2 separate regions of the Triticum aestivum genome follow, and region 1 is linked to region 2. The links are chromatin contacts, called in public Hi-C maps. All regions are on one chromosome and are shown on one strand. The core of a region is the stretch at or near the end of the contact, and the rest is flanking DNA. Distances in the headings are between cores, read along the strand shown.

Evidence for each region. A called contact is a pair of places that touch in the nucleus more often than the background predicts.
Region 1: a contact with region 2 is called in a Hi-C map of leaf, with 4 times the contacts expected there. The contact joins the promoter of LOC123060466 here to the promoter of LOC123058013 in region 2. A contact is called at or near these places in 1 of 5 Hi-C or Micro-C datasets (leaf) and 1 of 1 datasets of contacts at active chromatin or transcription factors (leaf).

Annotation. Positions count from the first base shown.
Region 1 is chr3A:94,326,246-94,332,676 of IWGSC CS RefSeq v2.1, reverse strand. LOC123060466 (E3 ubiquitin-protein ligase At1g12760) reads left to right here and starts at 4,802. Exons shown (of 5, transcript XM_044483200.1): 1 at 4,802-4,945. LOC123060467 (valine--tRNA ligase, mitochondrial 1) reads left to right here. Exons shown (of 22, transcript XM_044483204.1): 15 at 253-443; 16 at 541-943; 17 at 1,800-2,051; 18 at 2,136-2,636; 19 at 2,730-2,827; 20 at 2,964-3,063; 21 at 3,529-3,674; 22 at 3,794-4,164. The coding sequence ends at 3,944.
Region 2 is chr3A:94,135,637-94,141,190 of IWGSC CS RefSeq v2.1, reverse strand. It overlaps LOC123058013 (small polypeptide DEVIL 10), which reads left to right and starts at 3,055. Exons shown (of 1, transcript XM_044480857.1): 1 at 3,055-3,586. The coding sequence starts at 3,158. The coding sequence ends at 3,382.

The DNA of each region.
Region 1 (6,431 bases), core at 3,553-6,052, 190 kb before region 2:
ACTGATTTTTTTGCCTTTTCCAATTTATTTCATTTGGATTAATTAAGTACTCCATCCGTTCCTAAATATAAGTCTTTTTAGAGATTTCAATATGGACTACATACGTAGCAAAATGAGTGAATCTACACTCTAAACTATGTCTATATACATCCGTATGTAGTCCATATTGAAATCTCTAGAAAGGCATATATTTAGGAACAGAGGGAGTAGTTCTGAGTTTTGGACTAACAATGTTTTATTCTGCCAATTAAGGGGTTGTACAAGGACACAAAAAAGAATGAAATGAATTTGGGCATTTGTTCAAGAAGTAATGATGTAGTGGAACCTATGATAAAGCCTCAATGGTTTGTTAATTGCCATACGATGGCAAAGGCAGGTCTTGATGCTGTAAGATCCAAAAAAATTGAGATTATTCCGCAACAATATGAACAAGACTGGTACAGGTATCTCCTTTTGCCTAGTTATAAGTGCCACCTCTTGCAGACTTCAGCTGAAAGTAATGAAATATCAAGAAACATGATCCATCCACCATTCTTGCAGATGGCTTGAAAATATACGCGATTGGTGTGTTTCAAGGCAACTCTGGTGGGGACATCGTGTACCTGCGTGGTATGTGACACTAGAAGATGAGCAATTGAATGATCTGGGATCAAACAATGACCGTTGGATAGTCGCAAGGAATGAATGTGATGCAATGCTTGAGGCACAGAAAAAGTATCCGGGGAAGAAATTCCAGTTAAATCAAGACCCTGACGTTTTGGATACTTGGTTTTCATCTGGTCTCTTCCCATTGACAGTGCTTGGTTGGCCAGATGATACTGCTGATCTTCGTGCTTTCTACCCTACTTCAGTACTTGAAACTGGACTTGATATTCTCTTCTTCTGGGTGGCACGTATGGTGATGATGGGTATGCAACTTGGTGGTGATGTGCCATTTCAGAAGGTAACGACAGAAATGTTTTTCTCTGACAATTAAACTGTATTCTATCTACAGTTCTAATAATCCATTATACATAAATAATCTAATTCCTTGTGCGCACTCTTTAGCTTATAGCTACCTCTTCCTTCTGTCTCCATAGGCCTGGACATAGTGAAACTTTGCTTTAGTGTAACAGTAGCTATGCCCAAATGTCCAAAAACTGAAGCAATCTACATTTAATAGTGGCAGTGCATAACCACCATTGTTTCACAAAATCATGCATTATGAATTCTACTGACATTTGCTGAATGGATTAATGAGGTTGTCCATTTTGCACTATTTGCTGCTCTGCCATTTTCCTCTACATGCCATTCCAGTGTTGTCCTGATTGAACTCTGAAGATATGTTACTCACGGCAATCTACCTTAAACCTTGGTAGTTGGAGTATGTGGATGTTACAGACAAGGTTCAGTTAAAAAAATGAGAGCGTAATTGTTTGACAATATAGTGCACTATAAGTTTTCCAGATACTCGTTAGAGAAACTTCCACCCTTTTTCAATTATTATTCCGCGATCTGTCATTTGTGTCAACGGGTCAGCTTCCTGCATGAACTCTGTTCTTAGTTAATTTTGAACACAAGTTACATTTCTGTCATCATCGTCCTTTGTCATATTGTACTGTGTGCTTGATTGAGACTATCATGTAGTGTTAAATGCTTAAACTCATTAACTTTCCTTTTCTTTTCTGGATGGAAGGTGCTTCTCTTTAAATTCCGAAACTATTTATTTAACCAACCATATTGAGCTTCAACTCTTTTCTAGTTGAAGATATGCTTTAATTGTCTTGCATACTGAATCATGATTGCACCCTCTTTTGCAGGTGTATTTGCATCCTATGATCCGTGATGCACATGGCCGCAAAATGTCCAAGTCACTTGGTAATGTTGTTGATCCCCTCGAGGTGATAAATGGTACGACACTGGAAGATCTCCTGAAACGTTTGGAAGAAGGCAACCTGGATCAAAATGAGTTAAGTGTTGCAAGAGAAGGGAAGAAGAAAGATTTTCCTGATGGCATTGCTGAATGTGGCACTGATGCACTCCGTTTCGCACTGATTTCTTACACTTCTCAGGTTATAGTCACACCCATTTGAGTTTCTGTTGTAGTATTATAAGCTCCCAATTCATCTTTTTATAGAATCTCTCTTGTTTTGCAGTCTGACAAGATAAATCTTGATATCAAGAGGGTTGTTGGATATCGCCAATGGTGCAATAAATTGTGGAATGCCATTCGTTTTGCAATGGGCAAACTTGGCGATCATTATACTCCACCAGCAACCATTGTTGTGTCTTCAATGCCCCCGGTCTGCAAATGGATACTCTCGGTACTTAACAAGGCTATTGGCAAGACTGTGACCTCATTAGAAGCATACAAGTTCGCCGATGCAACATCTGCTATTTACTCATGGTGGCAATACCAGCTATGTGATGTATTTATAGAAGCTGTAAAACCTTACTTCTTCAATGACTCTCAAGAGTTCGATTCAGCAAGAGCTGCTTGTAGAGATGCCCTATGGGTTTGCCTCGACAATGGTTTGCGTCTGCTCCACCCATTCATGCCTTATGTAACAGAAGAACTCTGGCAGCGTCTTCCTCAGCCCAAAGATTCTTGCAGAAAAAATTCCATCATGATATCAGAATATCCATCTGTTGTTCAGGTAATACTCATGTCTAACAGAAGACTTTAAATACATCGAATTTCATGTTGCAATATCCTTTTCTTAGTGGAAAACAATTGTTCTTTATCACAGGAATGGGCAGATGATAAACTTGAAAGTGAATTTAGTATTATCTTGGATACTGTGAACAAACTAAGATCTCTGAAGCCACCAACAGATACAAATGAGAGGTGTGTATATGTGGTCATGTACCTGGGCTTTGTGTTCACAATGTACTGTGCATGATATATATGGTTGCTTGATTCTTCTTGTTCTACAGTTGGCTTGCCAAATCGACATCTTATTTCTTATCTTTTTCATGAACAGGCGACCTGCTTTTGCACTTTGTCGAGGCGAAGATATTGCTGCCACTGTTCAGTGCTATCAATCTCTAGTGGTGTCTCTTTCTTCTGTATCGTCACTTAAGGTTTTGCCTTGCATTTCCTTAGCTGTATTATGTGTTTTATTATCTGAAAACTTCCTTTACGGATCTAATGTTTTGGTAAAGCCTGGAGTGGAGCATATCATCTCAAGTGACTGTCTATCGCAGAATAATCAATTTTCATACTCCCTCCGTTTCTTAATATAGGGTGTATAGTTTTTGGTACGGAAATTAAAGAATGCATGTGGAGAAAAAATTTCACAAGTTATGGGTGAGATTACACCTAACTAATTAACATGAGAAAATAGAGGAGCTAGCCTAATATATGGAAATATAATAAATTCACTAAAAACATTATCCAGCCAAGTGGTGCAATGCAATACACCTTATATTTCGGATTTTTTCTCAAAAATCTATACACCTTATATCAAGGAACGGAGGGAGTAGTTGTTTTTATCCTTTTTCATCTGTTTGATGAAAAACACTGATTTGATGTTGGACAATTTCCAGATCCTGGCAGAGAGTGACGAAACTCCACCTGACTGTTCGACTGCTGTTGTCAACAAAGATCTGTCCGTATACCTTCAGCTTCAAGGAGCTCTAAACGCGGAAGTGGAGCTCGAAAAGCTAAGGAAAAAGAGGGATGAAATCCAAAAGTAAGCCTGATTTGCCATCTAATTGTTCTCTCCCGCTAAAGATCCGCATGTATGGTTGTCCTTGTTGTTAATCCCACTGTATCACCTGTAACATGGTTTCTTGTTATCCATGCGCGCAGGCTACAGCATGCCCTTTCTCAGAAGATGGAAGCGTCCGGTTACAGAGAGAAGGCCCCGCCCAGCGTCCAAGAGGAGGACATGAGGAAACTCACTGCCTTTTTCGAGCAACTGCGGGTGATTGGTGAAGCTGAGAAGAAACTAGATGCGTAAATTGGCAATGCTTGAGTCGGCTCTCTGTTTATTGATTGGAAACGAATGGCATTTTTGTTTCGAAGCTGATGTACTGCACAGTTTTTTGCGGATGCTGATGCTGTGATCACATTTACAGAAAATTCAAATGGAGCAATGAAACTCCAATTTCCTACATATGCCTTACTTTTGTAAATGATGTTTACCTGCGAGTGTCAGTGTCAATTGACTATTTTTTTCAGTGGCCAAGCCGTTGAGTTTTTTTTTTTTTTGCAAAGTTCTGCATTCAATTTGAACTTGTCTGTTCTATCCATGGGTGTAAAGTGTAGAAAGGGCAACAATATTCAGCAGAAACGCAAAACCACATTTTGTGAAAAAAAGGAATCTATATAGTACTTAAATCATCATGATTCACTGACATAACAAATGGTGCTTCTTAGAAAAGATAAGCAATTTTAAAGATTTATTATTAACTAGTCACTCTGCTAAAAATAGGACAATCGCACACCTGAAATGTGCGCTTGCTATATTTGCGAGAGGGAAAATGTGTTATGCACTGGCCATTTGTTGTTTTACCTAACATTAGTCGAAGCCAAAAAGAAAAAGAAATAAATAAAGGCTTAATAATCCTTTGCCCCTACTGTTACTCTACCTAATCCCACACGGTTTCTACGAGGAAAACGACTCCGTTTTCAAACAAAGAAGTTTCTAATCCTGCACGCGCCAACGGCCTACCCGCCCACCTCCCCCCGGCCGTCCGATCCCGCCCCGCTGGCCACACGAACGGCCGCGATGCGTTCCATCTATAATTACCGAGCTGCCCCCGCTTGACCCCCGCTTGACCTGTTCGTCCCTGACCGCTGACCTACATAAGGCAAAGCACCGACGGAGCAGACAAAAATGGAGGAGAGAGAATAGAATTTTCCGCCAGGAGCGCCGCGACGACGACGACGACCAGAGGAGGACGAGGCCTATAGCTCCAAGCTTCGGCCCACGCCCCGCCCCTTCCCCCGCCCTGCCCGGTACGTGCGTCCCTTCCCTTCCTCGCTCCGGGATCGGGTCGGGGGGCGGCGCCGGTCGCCGCAAGGTTCGCCGGCTCGATTGAAATCGGCTGCGAGCTGCCGGGCTGCTCCTGTCGGCGTGTTCGTGCTGGGTATCGGATTCTCGTAGCCACGTACGTACGTAGCTGGGTTGAGACGGCGTGAGTAACATGCCCGTTGGATTTGGTTTCCCTGTAGCTGCCGTTCTCCACATGCATTTTTTTTTTGAACCAGTCCCGGTGATTTGATGGCGTTGACGATTAGGAGGAGCGTTTCTCTTGTTTCCTTCCGTTGCGCTAGTATTTTGTGGCGCCGTTTGAACTAGTGTTTGGGGCCTGCCGGAATTGGTCTTTGTTTCTGGTGCTGGTAGGTGTATTTTCCACATTGGGTCCGCTAATCCAATGCACACCACTTGGAAAAAAAGATTGTGTGTTAACTTGCAGTTTACCTTTGGAATTCTGATTAGCCTGTTTTCCATGATTGGTCTGTGGTCAAGTTCTAGGATTGTATGTTTTTTTTTCATTTGATGAAACATTCTGTGATGCCAAATTTTTAGACAAAAAGAATTGGAACTTTGGATGGTGACCGATGCTTACCTTGCACAAATGCCCTCATTCTTCGCGATGTTTCATAAAGTCAGGTGTAGTCCTGTGGAACGATATATGATGCCTTACCTCTTTTCGAAAAAAAAAGACGTCTTGCCTCATACAAAGACCGCATTGCCCCGATTGTCGGAATTGGGTGTGGTTCTGTTTGCCTCTGGGTTTGCTGATTCGCGTTCAGGGTTTGCTGGTCTGATTGAATTGTTGTGAGCCACTGGATTTGATCTTGTGGTTGTGTTTATGCGGAATATTGAATTCGCATAGCCACATTGTTGGGTTGAGATGGATGCTGCTTTTATGAGTAATGCCCGTTGGATTTGGTTTCCCTGTTTCTGCTGCTCTCCATGCGTATCAGACGGCCAGGTGATTTGGGGGAATGGTGAGCATTGATGATTAGGAGGGGCATTATTGCAGCATTTTTTTTTGTTTCCTCCGTTTTCATTGTAATGCTCATTTGAGCTAAATGTGTCGACGTGGCGTTTGAACTAGTATCTTGGTCTGCCACAATTGATCTTTGTTTCTAGGGTTGGTAGATGTTACATTGGATCCACTAATCCTATCGTTCCTAAGTTCCTACTCGTTGCATGCCACTGGGAAAAAACATCGACTTCTGGCGTGCCTTCGGAATGTAGATTGATCCTTTTCTCTTCCTTGCATAATTGGTTTGTGGTCAAGCTGTAGGATTGCGGAAAACTGTTGATGAAAAGGTTGATTCTATAATGCCAAAATTTGCAACATTACATTGGAATTGGGGATGGTAAATGAGGCTTACCTTACACACTAAATATGATCATTGTAATCTTTCATAAAGTCAGGCTATGGTCTTTCCTTCAAGTGCAATCGTGTCTATTGATATATGATGTCTT
Region 2 (5,554 bases), core at 1,806-4,305:
GATTCCTACTAGAAGGCTACAATCATTCATTGGGTGAGTGCGAGGGACGGAACGATGTGTAAATCCACACGTTTATATTGTATACGTATTTAGCACACATGCAGTTGCAGATCCAACCACCTGTGTTGTCCTCCTCCTACCTACGTACGTAGTATGAGCTGCAAAGCGTTATTCATTGACTCAATTATTGAAACCAAACAGAGTCTGGTGGCTGTTCCATCTTCTGTCCTTGCAGCTCGCACGCTAGGGATGATACGAAGACTGGGAGAGAGAGAGAGAGAGAGAGAGAGAGAGAGAGAGAGAGAGAGAGAGAGAGAGAGAGAGAGAGAGAGAGAGAGAGAGAGAGAGAGAGAGAGAGAGAGAGAGAGAGAGAGATCTGCAATTATTGGCCGAGTCTTTGTTCTTTTTTCTTTCTGTTTTGCTTGCTCGCATCGACGCTGCGCAGACAGGACAGCTGGTGCCAATCGGCAGCCATTCCTGGCGTCTGTTCCTCCTCTCTAGCATCTCTCTCGCGCCGTGTCAAATTTTGCTGGCGGAAGCATCCATTCCCGGGGCCCTAGTGCGTGAGCGACATCCCACGAGGGCAGCCCCGTACGTGCGTGGACTGGCTGTCTGCCTGAACGCCGAGAGCTACGTGTGTGTGTGCATTGGCCGGTCCTAGTCAGTGTTATCATCTCATCTATCTGTAGTGTCGACGCCATGGACCACTTCGACATTGTGTGTGTGTGTGAGAGAGAGAGGAGAAAATGCATGCACGAGGGACAAGGACGCCGCGCGGCGCGTACGCGTATGGACGTAGCGGCGTGGGCGCGCGCCCACAGTGAGGCGATGATGGGAAAGGGACGCGCGTGCGGTGCGGGAACGTGGTGTGTCCGGAGCTCGCGGGCGGAGGAGGAAGACGACGCCACCGCCCGCGCGGCAGCGGAAGCCTTCGTGCGCGTCGCTGGTGTACAGGCACAAACGTTCGTGGGCGCAACGGCATCGTACGTGTGCCCGTGCGCGCGCGCGCGTGGACGCCGACGGAGAGGTTGAATCATGATGCCCTGTGGGGCTGGAGGAACGCCGGCCAGCCTTCCATCCGCCGTCGGTGGACCGTGCGCGCGCGTGCGAGCGTTTGAGCTCCTGACCTAGGTCTTGGGTGTAACTGGATATTATTCTGCTATATCAATATATTAGGAAAAAAAAAGAATGCTGATTTGTCTTGTGAAGCCAGTTTCCCATTTTGCCTCTTGCTTTTGCTTTCTCATTGTGGACACTATGGCACACAACACATCGCACGCCAATCTCGAATGTTTTTCTAGAACCCGCAAAACATTAATGCCTCTTTGACTCTTTTTTGTACTAAGATTGGAAAGAGAGACCAATCTCAACTGTGAAAAGTAGTCGTCAGTCGTGAGTCGTGTGTTGTGAAAAAGCTGCAGTGCCATATGGCAAACCTGATGCTGGCTATGAGGGTGTATGTCTAAAATTATAACGAGTTAGCCATAAATGGTGCGTGTTGTAGGCTTGTAGCTAAACCTTTTACTCTAGATTTGCCACTTTGCCAGGTTAAAGTAAAGAGTGTGGCTAGGTCTCAGTCCACTGAGATTTAACCAATTCTTAGTCAAGTGACATAATATATAAAAACAAAAAAAATGCACAGATCTTCACATAAGATCTCACGAATCTAACATTGACTGAAATTTGATTAAAGTCTTAGTCGACCGAGATTTAGCAATCCCGCAAAATAAAATACCAATGTGCTATCAACTAAATTTTGGCACCACAACATTCAGAGGCCGGGGCTAAAGGAGTTAGGGTGGCGATATGCTTTTTTTTAACATTGCGATATGCTACTGGTTGATACCAATTTTTTTATACAATACAAATGAAAATGGCCTCATATACGCATATACACCCATCCCTATAAACACATGTATGCACACACTATCCCTATAAACACATTCGAGATACCGAGCCAACACAATATCTTGAGATTGACGAAGTCACTACATAAGCCATCGTAGTGGTCGGCCCCAAGCTGGATAATTAAGTAATGATTATATGCCGAGCTCTGATAACATAGAAGGGCGGCAAATTTGTTGAGGGTTGTGTTAGCATGAGGGAGGTAACAATAGTCGACGACGAGCAAATAAACATGAGCGGCCCGACCCCCGCCAAGAAAAGACCGACGCAAACTCACTAGTGGAGCGGAAGGACTTAGATGAAGGGCACATCTTCTTTCATTTGAATTGGTTGAAGGTGGGCAAATAACCAATAACATTAAGTAGCAAAGTCGAATAAGTTTCTCCATATCGGATAATTTTTGAGACCTGCTAATCATATGTATGATACCTATCTCCAAAATACATACATAGTATAATATGTTACTCCCGAGATATGTATCTTGTTACCCCGCAAAAAAAAAGAGATATGTATCTCGTTACTCCCTCTATTCATAAATATAAGATATTCTAATTTTTCTCTAAATCGGGTACATATACACGCTTAGTATGTTTGTTCACTTATCTAAGACTGTATGTAGTCCATATTAAGATATCCATAATGTTTTTATATTTGTGAACGAAGAACATAGTATTTTAGGTGACCTGATGGTTGTGTGCATTCGCTCGTTGTAGAAACCGGGGTTATCCTCGTTTTCAAGAGAAAAAGGTGACCTAATTTATTGTTTTGAATAATCTATAATAGCCCATCTTTTCTAAATAATGTCATGTAACGTTAACATTACGTTTAGTTGCCATTGCATAAGGTTTGCATGACACAGAAAGTAATAGTACCATATAGTGAGAGAGTTTATATTTTTTTTTGAGGGGGCCAGAGATTTTTATAAGAAAAACAGCATGTTTTTTTTCGACAAAGAAAAACAGCATGTGTGCCAAAAAAAACATGCGAGAGGCCAAAATCGTCAGTGCCCAGTCACCATCCAGTTCACCGAATCCGGCCCACCGCCACGTGCTGACATGCACCCCACCTCACGGGGGCCCGGCCCTGGAAGATCCATCCACCCTACCGGGCCTATTTAACCACCGGCATCGATCTCTCTTCATCGCTCTCCTCCAGACCCAGACTCCCAGCACCAGTCCATCTCAAAACTCTCTCTACACGTGTCCACGCATCCTCGCGTTCGTTAGGCCGCGACGCCCGCTCGTCTCAAAACATGGAGCTCCCGGCCGCCTCCGTCCCCCACTCCGTCTGCACGGCGTACAGCAACCTCGTCACGACGACGGCGGCGCAGCATCGGCGCTCCCGGCCGCCGCCGCCGCGGCGCCCGCGGCAGGGCAGCTGCTGCGCCATGCTGAAGCAGCACAAGACGAGGCTGTACATCCTCGGGCGGTGCGTCTCCATGCTCCTCTGCTGGCACGACCGCGACGACTCCGACTGAGCCCCTCCGGCTATGCTTGGTGCAGGCCTTTTTTCTTTTCTTGTTCTTTTGTGTGAACACAAACGTCATATATACATACTCGAAGAGAGATGATGAAAGTGTTGGCTGGTTAGTTTGGCAGATTATGGAATGGAACCAAGCAAATGTACATGAAAAAGTTTCTTCTATAAGTATATGATTACATTGCCATTTCCCGGCCCGTTACTCCCTTTTTAGCATTTCCAATAATTATGAGAGAAATCTGTAATATCTATATGCTTTTTTTAGCTGAAATGTCTATATGCTGAATGGGCAAAAACTTATTACTTGTTCTTTTAGCAATCAGGGTCCAATTTTATACTCCTGTATATGGCCTTTAGTTTCTCGGCCACGGCCTTGCTCTCGTGTGCGTAGGCGGCCTCAACGTGGACGACCATGTCGCGGCGGCACAGGGGGCACGTCGTCACCTTCTCGAACCACCGCGCAAGGCAGCGGACGTGGAAGGTGTGTGAGCACGGCAGCCTCAAGTTGCCGTCGTCGTTGCCGCCCTCAGCAGCCGCGGTATCCTGATCCTGACATATGCAGCAGCAAATAGCGGTCCGCCACGGACAGCCCACATTGGGCGGCGGCCTCCCTGCACGCGAGCGCCAGCAGCTTGCAGACGGCCCGCACGAAGACGGTCAGGGACAGGTCGAGGCTGAAGCGCGGCGCGTCGCCGCCGTGATGGCCTTCCTCGTCGAGCCGGGCCCTCTCCGTGATGGTTCCGGCAAGGTCGTCGGGTAAGAAGCCGCCGTCCCAGTTGGTGGCGGCGAGGTCGAAGCCGCGGAGGGCCGGCGTCCGCGTGAGCATCCAGTGGATCTCGTCGCGGCAGGCCGAGCGGCTCCGTAGACGACGGTGAGGTGGCCGTGCACGCGCACTGTGCACGGGTGGCGTTTGCTTTTGGTTGGTGCGTCTCCTGATCGTGCCTAGTCCGGTGAGCCGGCACTCGGTCGCCGTCGCGGCCAGCGGCAGCATGTCCCTCAACGGCGGAGGCATCGCGGGCCTTCTTCCCCGGCCCCGCTGATCAGGGAGTACAGGAACGTTTGATATAGCCGCATTGGTCTCTGAGTAATCCGGGTCGGACTCAACAATGTGAGAGCAGACAGAGCAAAAATTGCCGTCCTGAAATCCATCCGAGGCCAATGCATAACTTGGCACTTTGGCAGGATTCATCAGTGTTCATGAAAACTTTGGGTACGTTTGGTGTAGCCAAAATATATATACTCCCTCAGATTCTTTTTAGTTCGCATATAAGATTCGTCTTAAGTCAAACGCAGTAAAGTTTGACCGGGATTGTAGGAAAAATAAACATTCACAATGTAAAATTGATATCATTAGATGCATTATTAAATTAACTTTCATGTTGTATATCTCTAGTATTGTAGATGTTGATAATTTTGGTCAAAGTTTATGAAGTTTGACTTAAGAGAAATCTTATATGCGAAGTAAAAAGAAACGGAGGGAGTACCTTACTAAAACTCCTTTCAATCTTTGTTTGGATGGTTTCCAATTCCAATCTTTCAGCGTGTTAATTGTTTTATCGCCGCCAAAATATTATAGCAAGAAGCAAGATAATGAGCTTACCTTTGAAGCTATGTTGAATAACTGGAGAGCACTACAGTACAGGTTGTTGAAGCACACATAAAGGAATAAGGCGCCTATTACCTAATTATAATAAAAATATAAGATGCATAACAGGTGAAATAAGTAGAGTTTTTTTCTGACGGAGGGAAAGAGGCCAACCCATGGAATACTTATGTGTTAAGTGGATAAAGATACCATACCAATTGCCTCTTTCAAGTTTTCTAGTGCTTTACATCCAAAGATATGCTATATATACCACTACCAGCAAAGATTCATCAGTGAAGAGAACCTCCAGGGAAAGGAATGTCAGAGACAACTGGAAGAGATAACCACCATGTGCAGCATAGTGTAGAGAACCCTCAGAGTCACATTTTCTGCCGCGTTTTTTCTTTCAAAAATAATAAATGAAGGGAACAACTTGGTTGATTTGTTACAATCACATTAATTCAGATAACTGCCAATGGTCTCTATTGGTATTTTCTAATCATAAAGATATGTTCGGACAAGCACGTAATAAAGATGGTGCAATGCAACACAGATCGTTTCGTTACAAACTTACAGTGGCAAATA